Regions from separate parts of the Mus musculus genome. Here region 2 is linked to region 1. A link is a contact called in public Hi-C data. All regions are on one chromosome and are shown on one strand. The core of a region is the stretch at or near the end of the contact, and the rest is flanking DNA. Distances in the headings are between cores, read along the strand shown. Region 1 holds the start of AY702102 (cDNA sequence AY702102). Region 2 has its middle 49 kb from the start of AY702102.

Region 1 (4,835 bases), core at 1,100-3,599:
ATTACACGCACAACCATACATACAAACACACACGCACACACATATACATATATCAGTTACAATGGGTTGTCATCAATATATTGTGTGTGAAAGAGAGAGGATGTGTCATTTGGGTGTGAACAGCAAATATTAACTCTGGAAAGTTCTGTCAAGTCCAGCATCCCATGTGTGCCCGGGGGAAGCTCCCAGAGATGTAGGAGAGGCTTGTCGGTGAGGGACACATCTGGCAGGAAGTCATGTTCATTTTGACTTGAGGTAGAGGAATCCAACAGATGTGTGCTCTGTGTGTGTGTGCGCGCGCGCGAGAGAGAGAGCGCACTGTGGGTGAGAAGGCACAGAACGAGGGGACACAGAGTCTGGAATCAGGGATCCCCCCCCCCCCCCCGCCAAGAGACAGACCAGCCTGTGCAAGAGAAATGAGAACAAAGCAGAGATTCCCACCACAAGGCACCACCGGAAGCTTCCTAATGAACTAAGTTGATCTGGAACATTGGATGCTTGGCTCATGGTGGGAGGGAGGAAAGGAATTACCTGAGGAAGCAAGGTCAGGAATAACCCACCTAGAGCCCCTTCCCACCCTCCCGCTAACATAGAAAGCCCTGGTTTTAAAAAGAAAAGCAGGGGTGGGGGTGGGGGTGGGAGAACCAAGCAGTAGTCTCAGAGGAACGGGGCTGCTCAGAGTCGCAGCCTTCTGTGCTGAGCACCTAAGCGGCATCTGATGAAGCTGCCTCGCTAGAAGTCAGAGCCTCTTGGTAACCATGACTCAGAGCCTCAGCGCGGGTGCAAAAGAATTCACCAAATGAGAGTTTGCTGGGTGCGCGCGTTTAGAAATTGGATCCCCCCCCCTTCCCGTTCCCCATTATGTTGATGATATCTTTCATCCCCAAGACTGGGGCCGAGATCCTCGCTCCTCCTCCCCTCCCTCTGTAATCCTCACCCCTCATTTCTCTCCTCTCCCCATCCCCAGCATTTCGCCACCCCTAAGGCAGTGGCAGGATTCCAAGGAGTTCATTAAAGCCTGCCACCACCCTGTTGCCCACCAGGCATTCCCAGCAGCCCCCGGGGCCATGGCGGTCTGAGAGCAAGACAGTCACTTGGAAGGGAGTGGTCGGCTCTGAGGATAGGGGGACCCACCCTCACCCCCCGCCCCTTTGCACGAATGAGAGGAGACAGCAAACAGTTAATGGTTTAATCCTTTACAGAAAAAGTCACGGCAGACTCGCGATTCTTGATGGTAATGAAGGTGTCACACATTGTCTAGAGAAAGTTGTGCCTGGCAATCTTCCCTTTTTCGGATGCCTACCCCAGTGACATTTCATCTCACATCCACCTTAATGAAATGCATAATTAACATATTCTAATTGTGCTGAGCGCTGCGATGATTTTGACAGAACTCACTTTCCATGTCTAATTTGATGCTAATTTAATCTGTTCCTCTCCCGCTGACATGACCTTTCTTGATTGAGTTTCACTGAGGAAATTTTTTGATGGATTGATTTATCAGCAGTGCGGAGACAACAAAGGCTCAGGGTGTGTGACAGAAAATAGGAAGGGACCGGCCCTCGAAGCCAGTGCGCTCTGAACTTGCTGGCTGGAATGTCCTCTTCCCAGAGACAGCTTGTCTGATCTACTGATGGAATTTGAGCAATGTGACATTTGTGGGTGGGTTTGATCTTCCGATAAAGACGGTAAATATCTTATTGTGGCTGTAGCATTTTGCACAGAAAGCCCAGGCACCATGGTCGCAGACTCTTCTGTGGATTCATCTCTTCTAGCCTTGATCCCTGGATAAAATGTAGTGTCGGGTAGATTCAACCCACAGGGAAGGTGGCAAGGCAGGAAGACAGTGTCCATCTTAAATTGTCATGAAAAAAAGGCATTTCCACTAGGGCATGGGGCACGGATTCTCTGCTTAGGCTAAAACCTGCCCTTGGATAAGAATTGTGGGTTTTCCTGCAGAGTTCCCCACACCCTAATACATCCAGTTCCAGGTCTGAGTCACGTAGGTCAGGACACAGAGTGAGAGCTGTGAATGTCCTCAATTCTCAGACTCAACTGGCCGAAGGAACATTCGTCTTCCTCAGGCTGCAGACACAAGTCAAAGCCAGACCCCGGGTTCCAGATGACTCACACAGAACAACCCGTGAGCCTGCACGCTATATAAAACTGGCTGGGTTTTTTCCAGCAGATTTTAAGCCTTGGATCTGCATGGTTAGGTCAGAGTGTCTCAGCCAGTTCCTCTGAGGTCATTTCAGGACAGGGGATTCTTTGTTGGAAAGCGGAGGAGTACCCCATTCTTCCGAGGGGGTACCCCCTCCCTCCCAGAGTCATGTCAGCTAAAACTATCTACAAGCTCTCTCTATATCTCCCTATGGCCAAAAGAACCTTCCAACTGAATACCCCTGACATCATAATGTCACATGTGACATCATAATGACACAGCCCCAGCTGGACTCCCTGCCCCTCCTCCTTCTCAATGCCCCGTGTCCCCTCACAGTCTGGCAACCCAAATCCTACCCAAGTGCTTCCCAGCACCTCTTCTGTCAGAGCACAGATGAATACAATGTATGAAGTATTGATTTATCTATGGTCGGTCTCCACTCATTAACCTATGTGCCCCATAAGATTAGGACCTTGTCAGATCTTTTCCTCTCTCTGTTTTGCTTTGCTTAATTAGGGTAAAACACATAGGATACAAAATTAGTCTTTTGGGTTGTATTTTTTGTTGTTTTTGTTTTTTTTTTTTTTTTTTTTTTTTTGAGACAGGGTTTCTCTGTGTAGTCCTGGCTGTCCTGAACTCATTCTGTAGACCAGGCTGGCCTCGAACTCAGAAATCCACCTGCCTCTGCCTCCCAAGTGCTGGGATTAAAGGTGTGCACTGCCACCACCCGGCTAAGAGTGTATGTGTGTGCCCTCAGAGACCAGAAGAGGGTGTTGGCCCTCCTGGATCTGGAGTTACAGGCAATGGTGAGATGCCCAATGTATGTACTGAGAATTTTCCTCTGGTCCTCTGCAAGAGCAGGACATCTCTTAACCACTGAGCCCAATCTTGTTTTAGCCATGTGAAGTGCACATCTACACCACATCCTCATTTCAGAACGTTTTCCTCATCCCTACAGGGAGACACACACGCAACCGACTTCTCCCCTTTGGCCCCCTGGGAACCAGTCATCTCCTCTCTGTGACTGGGAATCTGCCTGTTCAGGACACTTCATACATGCAGAGTCATGCATGTAAGTAGAGTGGCTTTGAGAGAGGATCCACCCAGCGACTCCCTGATAAGCTGAAAATGAATTTGCCACATAACTCAGTCATTCCACTCCAACGTATATATCAAGAAGAATTGAAAGCAGAAACTCTTCAAAACCTTCTTAAAGAATTTAAGCTGTAAAACTGCATACAGTAATAATCATAGGTGTACTGGTCACTGCAGCCGAATGGTACCCACCCCCTGACAACCGCAACGCAAATGTGCTGTGTCCATAAAGGGAAGTGGGGGGCTGATGTGTGCGCCCCAAAGGCAAGCCTTGCCTGTTCTTTCTGCAGTGTGTCTTCATCAGCAAGAACAATGCCAGGCACATAGTAGGTATCCTGTAAATACAGTCTGGACACATGAAAGCTATAAAAAAAAATAAAAATAAAATAAAATAAAACAAAACAAGAAAACCAAGCAAGTAGAATTGTGACTAAGGAAAGACAGCCAGAAAATGCTGGTGGTGACTGTGTTTCTTTCAGTTTATGAAATAGAAAGGGAGGGAGGGAGGGAGGGAGGGAGGGAGGGAGGGAGACGTTAAAAAACAAAGCCAAACTGAAATTGGCCTGTACATGTTTTTCTTTGTAGACTAGCTGGGTGGGAGAGGAGGGCCAGTTTTATGAAGGATACTGAACTTGTATGCTGCGCAGTGGTGTGATGATCTGCCTCATTGTATCCAGTTTTCTTTTTGTTTCTAAGCAGATGAGCTCAGGGTGCCCACAGTAATAGACATTTTTCTTCAAAGCGGTCTCCCCCGGGAAGATGAAATATTCATTCCAGTGGTTACTGCTCCTGCAAAGACTCTTTGCAGTATGTCTTCAGGAGTTGCCTTATGAGCCCCACAAGGCTAGCAAGCTAACGAGATTATAATCATTATAATCACACTTGATCATACATCAAAAGCAGTTTAACTCAATGAAATGACCTGGCCTACTTTGATAGCCTGTATGTTAGCTGGCGTCTGGCTTTGTTCATGGGCTAAGTTGCTCCGTGACTCTAAGCTGGGCTAAGTACCTGAATGTGCAAATACAGAACCAAGCAAGATGGAGCACGTCTGGGGGCCAGCCACCTTGGGTTTCAGTTCCAGCTTTGCCACTAACTGTAAGACTGTGCCTCAATTTCCCCCTCTGTAGAAGTCCATAATAATCACCCTACATCAAGAGTTCTGTCAGGGGTTGCGTTAGTTAATACCTGCATACAACAAGCAATAAGCAATGTCCAGGCCCTGCTGAGACTCTCTAGGCATGAGTTCTCATAAAAGATATGAATGAGCCAATTTAGTATTGTGTGGCTTCCAAAGGTCAGAAATGGGGGATACTTAAAAAATAATTTCTACTAAGGAATCAAGCACAGGACTGAAGAGATGGTTGGTTCTGTGGTTAAGAGCCCTCACTGCTCTTCCAGAGGACCAGAGTTCAGTTCCTAGCACCCTCATCAGGCACCACACAACCACTTGTTGATCTAAGGACTCTGCTTCCCTCTGCTGGCCTCCAGAGACACCTGCACATGTGCACACACACACACACACACACACACACACACACACACACACACAGAAAATTGACCTGAGTTTCTTGACTCA
Region 2 (4,835 bases), core at 1,365-3,864, 49 kb after region 1:
CCAGGTGTCTAGATATGGAGCCTACGGTATCTGAGATCCGAACCCACGACAGGAAGTATCTGTAGTCCCGGGGGGGGGGGGGGTCCCTTATGCATTTCACCCATAGGCAAGTTGGATTCTTCCCTAATTATTAATTTTTTCATATGTAAAATGTTGCAATATCGTGAGGTTCTGGTGCAGAGAAGGTGGGCACTGGGCACGGTCCCTCGCTCACGGTGAGGGCTCGATAAATGTTAAATAAGAATAAAGACGTTGCAGCTGCCGCCTGCATTCCGCTGTGCTTGATTACAAGTTTGCAATACCTGTCTGATACTCCAGAGCACTCTAGCTAGTAAGGAATAAAATTAATAATTAATGACGGAACTTTAACCTAATAACGTGGCCACTCCCAAGGTTTAGCATATTCCAGGAGAAGGCTAATGGCATGCCCGCCATTGTTCACGATGGGAGCGGAGCGGCAAGGCTTCATGCATAATGGATCAGAGTCCCTGCTAACAGCAGAATCACGCACAATAATTTAAACTTGTTTGTATGGAAATAAAGGGCGAGTCTTTGAAGTGCGTCCTAATGAGATGCCGCTTGATCTTCAGTGTGTCCTGGGAGAGAGAGTTCAGTTTTTCCCCCAGCGTCAGGCACATGTTGGTGCATGTAAGAAAGAAAGGGCTGACTTAAATTATGAATGGCCCTCCTTGTCTTTGTGGTGGCAGGTGAGGAAGGCGGGTGTTCATCCGGGGGCAAGAGGCGGAGCAGGAGCTGCTGGGAGAAAACTGTGGGTCTCCAAGGTGGCTTCTGCTTGAGAGACTTGAAGGAAAAACCAGAGCTAGAGCCAATGAGGGCAGGAAAAGAACAGTGTCACTGAGCATCTAAGTCGAAATGAGCTGGTGGCCCTCTCTGAAGGGAGGGGAGCGGGGGCTTGGAGAATGCTGAGGTCCTTGGCTTTTCAGTTCTGCTTACACACACACACTCAACAGGTACATGTGCAGACACACTTCACACATGCACATACAGAGTCAACAGGTACACATGCACACACACACACATGTGCAAGAACATAGACACATGCAAACACATACACACATACACTCACACTCAAACACACAGAGTCAACAAGTGCACATGCATACATATGTCACACATGCACACACATGTACACACACACAAAACATACACACATGCAAACATTCACACACATACATACATCTACACACACATACATACTCACACACAGTCAAACACAGGCACACACGCACAAAAACACATAGCTACATCTACACACATATACACACACTCACATACTCACACTTAAACACAGGCACACATGCACAAACATACACATATGCACACTCAATGGCACACATATACACACTCACACACACATGCATACACTTGCACACACTCACACATGCACACATGAATGAACACACATACACACATGAACGCCCCACCTCTGGTCCCATGAGATCTGAGAGCAGCACAGTGGCAAATGAGTCCTAGCTGACCACCACGGACATCTGAGGTGTCCCAGAAAACTGACCTGACCTGTTAGAAGGCCCCAGGAAGTAAGAGTGTTTTGATTGACAGAGAAAGAGTTTGGTTGTGGTGGTGGTGGTGGTGGTGGTGGTGGTGGTGGTGGTGGTGGTGGTGGTGGTGATGGTGATGGTGGTAGTGGTGGTGGTGGTGTTTCAATCAATGTTTGGCCAAAGTGGTAGCACAGGTCTACAATCCCAGCACTCAGTAGGCTCAGGCAGGAGAATCACAAGTTCAAGACCATGCTGCATTAGAGAGAGGGCGGGACCTTAGCTCCAAAAAAATAAGTGTATAAAATCAATGCTTGTAGAAAAAGCCACGAAAGAGGTGTTCTGTGTCAAGCGACAAGAACATGACAGTGACAGTACTGTGGATGCTGAGCACAAGCTGAGTTAACACTGTAGCATTGCTGCCTGCATGGCCCACGCCGGCTTGCTTTTCTCCCTACCTCTTGTTCTGAGGGCTCTTGAGTGGGGCCTTTGGAGTTCAGGTAACTGTGGCTAGCCTCTGAGAGCAGGCGTGCGTGTGCTCGATTCCTGTGATGTCTGGCAACACAGCCAAAGTGGTGGAGGTCATGTGTTGACATCTCTGTATGGGGCACTAGCCTCAGACATCCTGACATTACCAGTCTAGAAAAATCTCTCACAGACATACCCAAAGGTTTGCCTCCTGGGTGAGTCTAGATTCTGTCAATCTTCCAATCAATATTAACCATGACATCATTCACTGTCAGTGCCCAGAAGCCTAAGCACAGAACAGGAGCAAGCAGGGTGCTGTCCCCAGCCTGCCCCATCCACCTCCGCTGTCACAGAGACTCGCCGAGTCCGTCCTCACCCTGTTGTGCATGTTTCTCCAGGCAAAGCTCTGTGTCACTGCACTTAGCTCAACCAAGTATTATGGGCTGGTGAGATAGCCCAGTGGGTAAAGGAGCTTGCCACTAAGCCTGAGGACCTAAGTTTGATCCCCGGGGACCTACAAGATGAAAGGAGAGAGGTTTGCCTCTGACTTCTATATATACATGCTGTGGCATGCATGAACACACGCACACAAAACAAACCAAGAGTTTCACACAGCGTCCAACCAGCAAAGCTCATTCTAGCGTGGCTAATTCCTTCTGCTGAATAAAGAGGCATCCCTTCCTGTTTTGATGACTAACCCCAGCCATGCGCCAAAAACATCAAAATTAAATAAAATAAACAGATCCCCCAATGGGTCTTTGAGGAAAGGCAAGTTTTTTTAATAATAAAAATCTGTGTGCATTTCACTTCATCGTTACGTGAAGACGTGGGAAGAGCTCAATTTTTACAGTTGCGGGGCTGGGTCTCTGGACAGAGGAAAACCCATCCCTCCCCTTAATTTCTCCCTGACATTATGGCTCTCCAGTTACAAGTTCAAGCTAGCCACACCAGCATCTCACAAGCAGCCTTTTTGTTTCGTTTCTTTAAGAGCAGGACTGGAATTTCTTTGTATTCTACACGACTGGGGGAAACCTACAGGACAGAATCCCACTCGAGATGCCTTCGCAGGATCTTAACCCTGATCCCACCCGAAACGGCCCTGGCCTCAGCTTCACCTATGAGCTCTCTGGCTGGGAGCTTAGATTTCATGCCAATTAACATGTTAATGACATATATCATTTAAAGAACCCATCATAACTTTTACCACATCGTGTTACATCTATTTCCTTGTAATTAAATCAGAATTACAGGGTGTAATTACTTTTCTTTCTCTGAATACCCGTTCCTTTTAGACATTTAAATTCAAGTGCAGGCACTAAAAGACACTTGAAACCAAAAACCTAACAAAAATATTATCAATTAATGAATGCGCTGGGTTTCTCCACTGCTCTGGTTTCTTTTGAACACATTCCTTTCTCTCCGAGTTCTTTATATGACACAGAGTGATTGGCCATATCTAGTCAAACATTCTGTCAACCCTCTTAAGTCCTCAGGGCCCTAGTCTCCATTAGCATGCAATGTTCTCACGTGTAAATATAATTACATGTAATTATTAGCGGAAAAGGATCAGATAGGGTTTATTAAGGAAATATCTTGTAATTATGAAAACCCAAGACTTCTCTTCACATGTCAACTCAGCTGAGGATTGGCGTCTGTGAGATCCACCCACAAAATAATTACACACTTTGATTTCACCTTGGGAAATCAACGGTAAGAAGTCAGGATCATTGCAGAAATGCTTCCTTGTTTAAAAGGCTTGAGAACAAACAAACAAATAAGCAAATAAATAATCCCGCCAGCCAGAGCAACTCCCTAACGCCTGTGAAAGAAGACAATGTTTTGGTTACCAACACTTTCTACACTTTTCCTTTTACTTCTTTTTAAGATTTATTTTTGATGGTGTGTGTGTGTGTGTGTGTGTGTGTGTGTGTACATGGGCATGCATATGCACGCTAAAGGGAATGCCGTGGGGGAAGGGAGAGGGCATTCCAAATTCCCTGGCCATCTGGTGTAGGCATTGGGAATGGAACTTCCTCCAGGACTCTGTAAAAGCAGTGAGCTGCTCTTCACTATTGAGCCATCTCTCTGGACCACCTGTATAACATTTCTAACTTTACATTTTAAAGCTTAAAGTTCTGTTTTTGATTGGTTGGTTGATTGATTGATTGATTGATTGATTGAGGAGTTTTGATTTAGGACCACATAGCTGTCTCTGCAGTCCTAGGTAGCATGAAACATGCTTTGTAGATGAGGCTCATCTCAAACTCAGAGATCCACCTGCTCTGTCTCCTGACTGCTGAAATTAAAGATGGCACCACTATGTCCCTCCGCGGTTAATGTTTTTAATTTGTGGGTAGGTGCGGTGTGCGCTCATGCACACATGCCTGTGTATGTTTGTGTATAAGAGGAGCTGTCCACTCCGTGACACTCTGCCTTGTCCCCTCAGATATGGTCTCTCATTGAATCTCTAGTGTACCATTTGGTAGGTAGGCTAGCTCACCAGTAAGTCCCAGCCATCCTTCTGTCTCTATGAGTGCCTCAGGGCCTAAGGTTTCAAGCACATGCGGCCATGCCTTGCTTTTACAAGGGTTCTGGGATGGGGGAAGGGAATCCAAACTCAGGTTTGGGTCCTCATGCTTGTATGGTAGGCACTGTCCTCACTGAGGCATCTCCCAGCTTGAACCTCATTCGACCGCTGACTAATACCTAAGAGCACACGAGGAAGCTGCAGGCATGTATAGCTTCTGTGGCCATCTTGTCGGGATACAGGAAGCCACGCCACAGGCCGGCATGTTTGAGGGACATTGTATGAGGACACGGGGAGGGAAGCAACTTCTTTGCTATGGGGAA

What was found. Hi-C and Micro-C count contacts between places; a contact is called where the count stands out from the background.
Region 2: a contact with region 1 is called in a Hi-C map of uterus, with 2.3 times the contacts expected there. The contact joins the enhancer-like site here to the promoter of AY702102 in region 1. A contact is called at or near these places in 7 of 484 Hi-C or Micro-C datasets (embryonic stem cells, nephron progenitors and uterus) and 2 of 115 datasets of contacts at active chromatin or transcription factors (both in embryonic stem cells).

What each region holds. Positions count from the first base shown.
Region 1 is chr2:169,960,838-169,965,672 of GRCm38.p6, forward strand. AY702102 (cDNA sequence AY702102) reads right to left here and starts at 2,350. Exons shown (of 1, transcript NR_131974.1): 1 at 1,176-2,350. It also overlaps a transcript of Tshz2 not described here.
Region 2 is chr2:170,009,422-170,014,256 of GRCm38.p6, forward strand. It overlaps a transcript of Tshz2 not described here. Among named protein-coding and RNA genes, the nearest start is that of AY702102, 49 kb to the left of the region's middle. Within about 2 kb of position 2,615, at least 12 of the 459 cell types and tissues checked have an H3K27ac peak or open chromatin away from gene starts, as enhancers often do. A contact at or near this core is called in uterus, where this site is marked.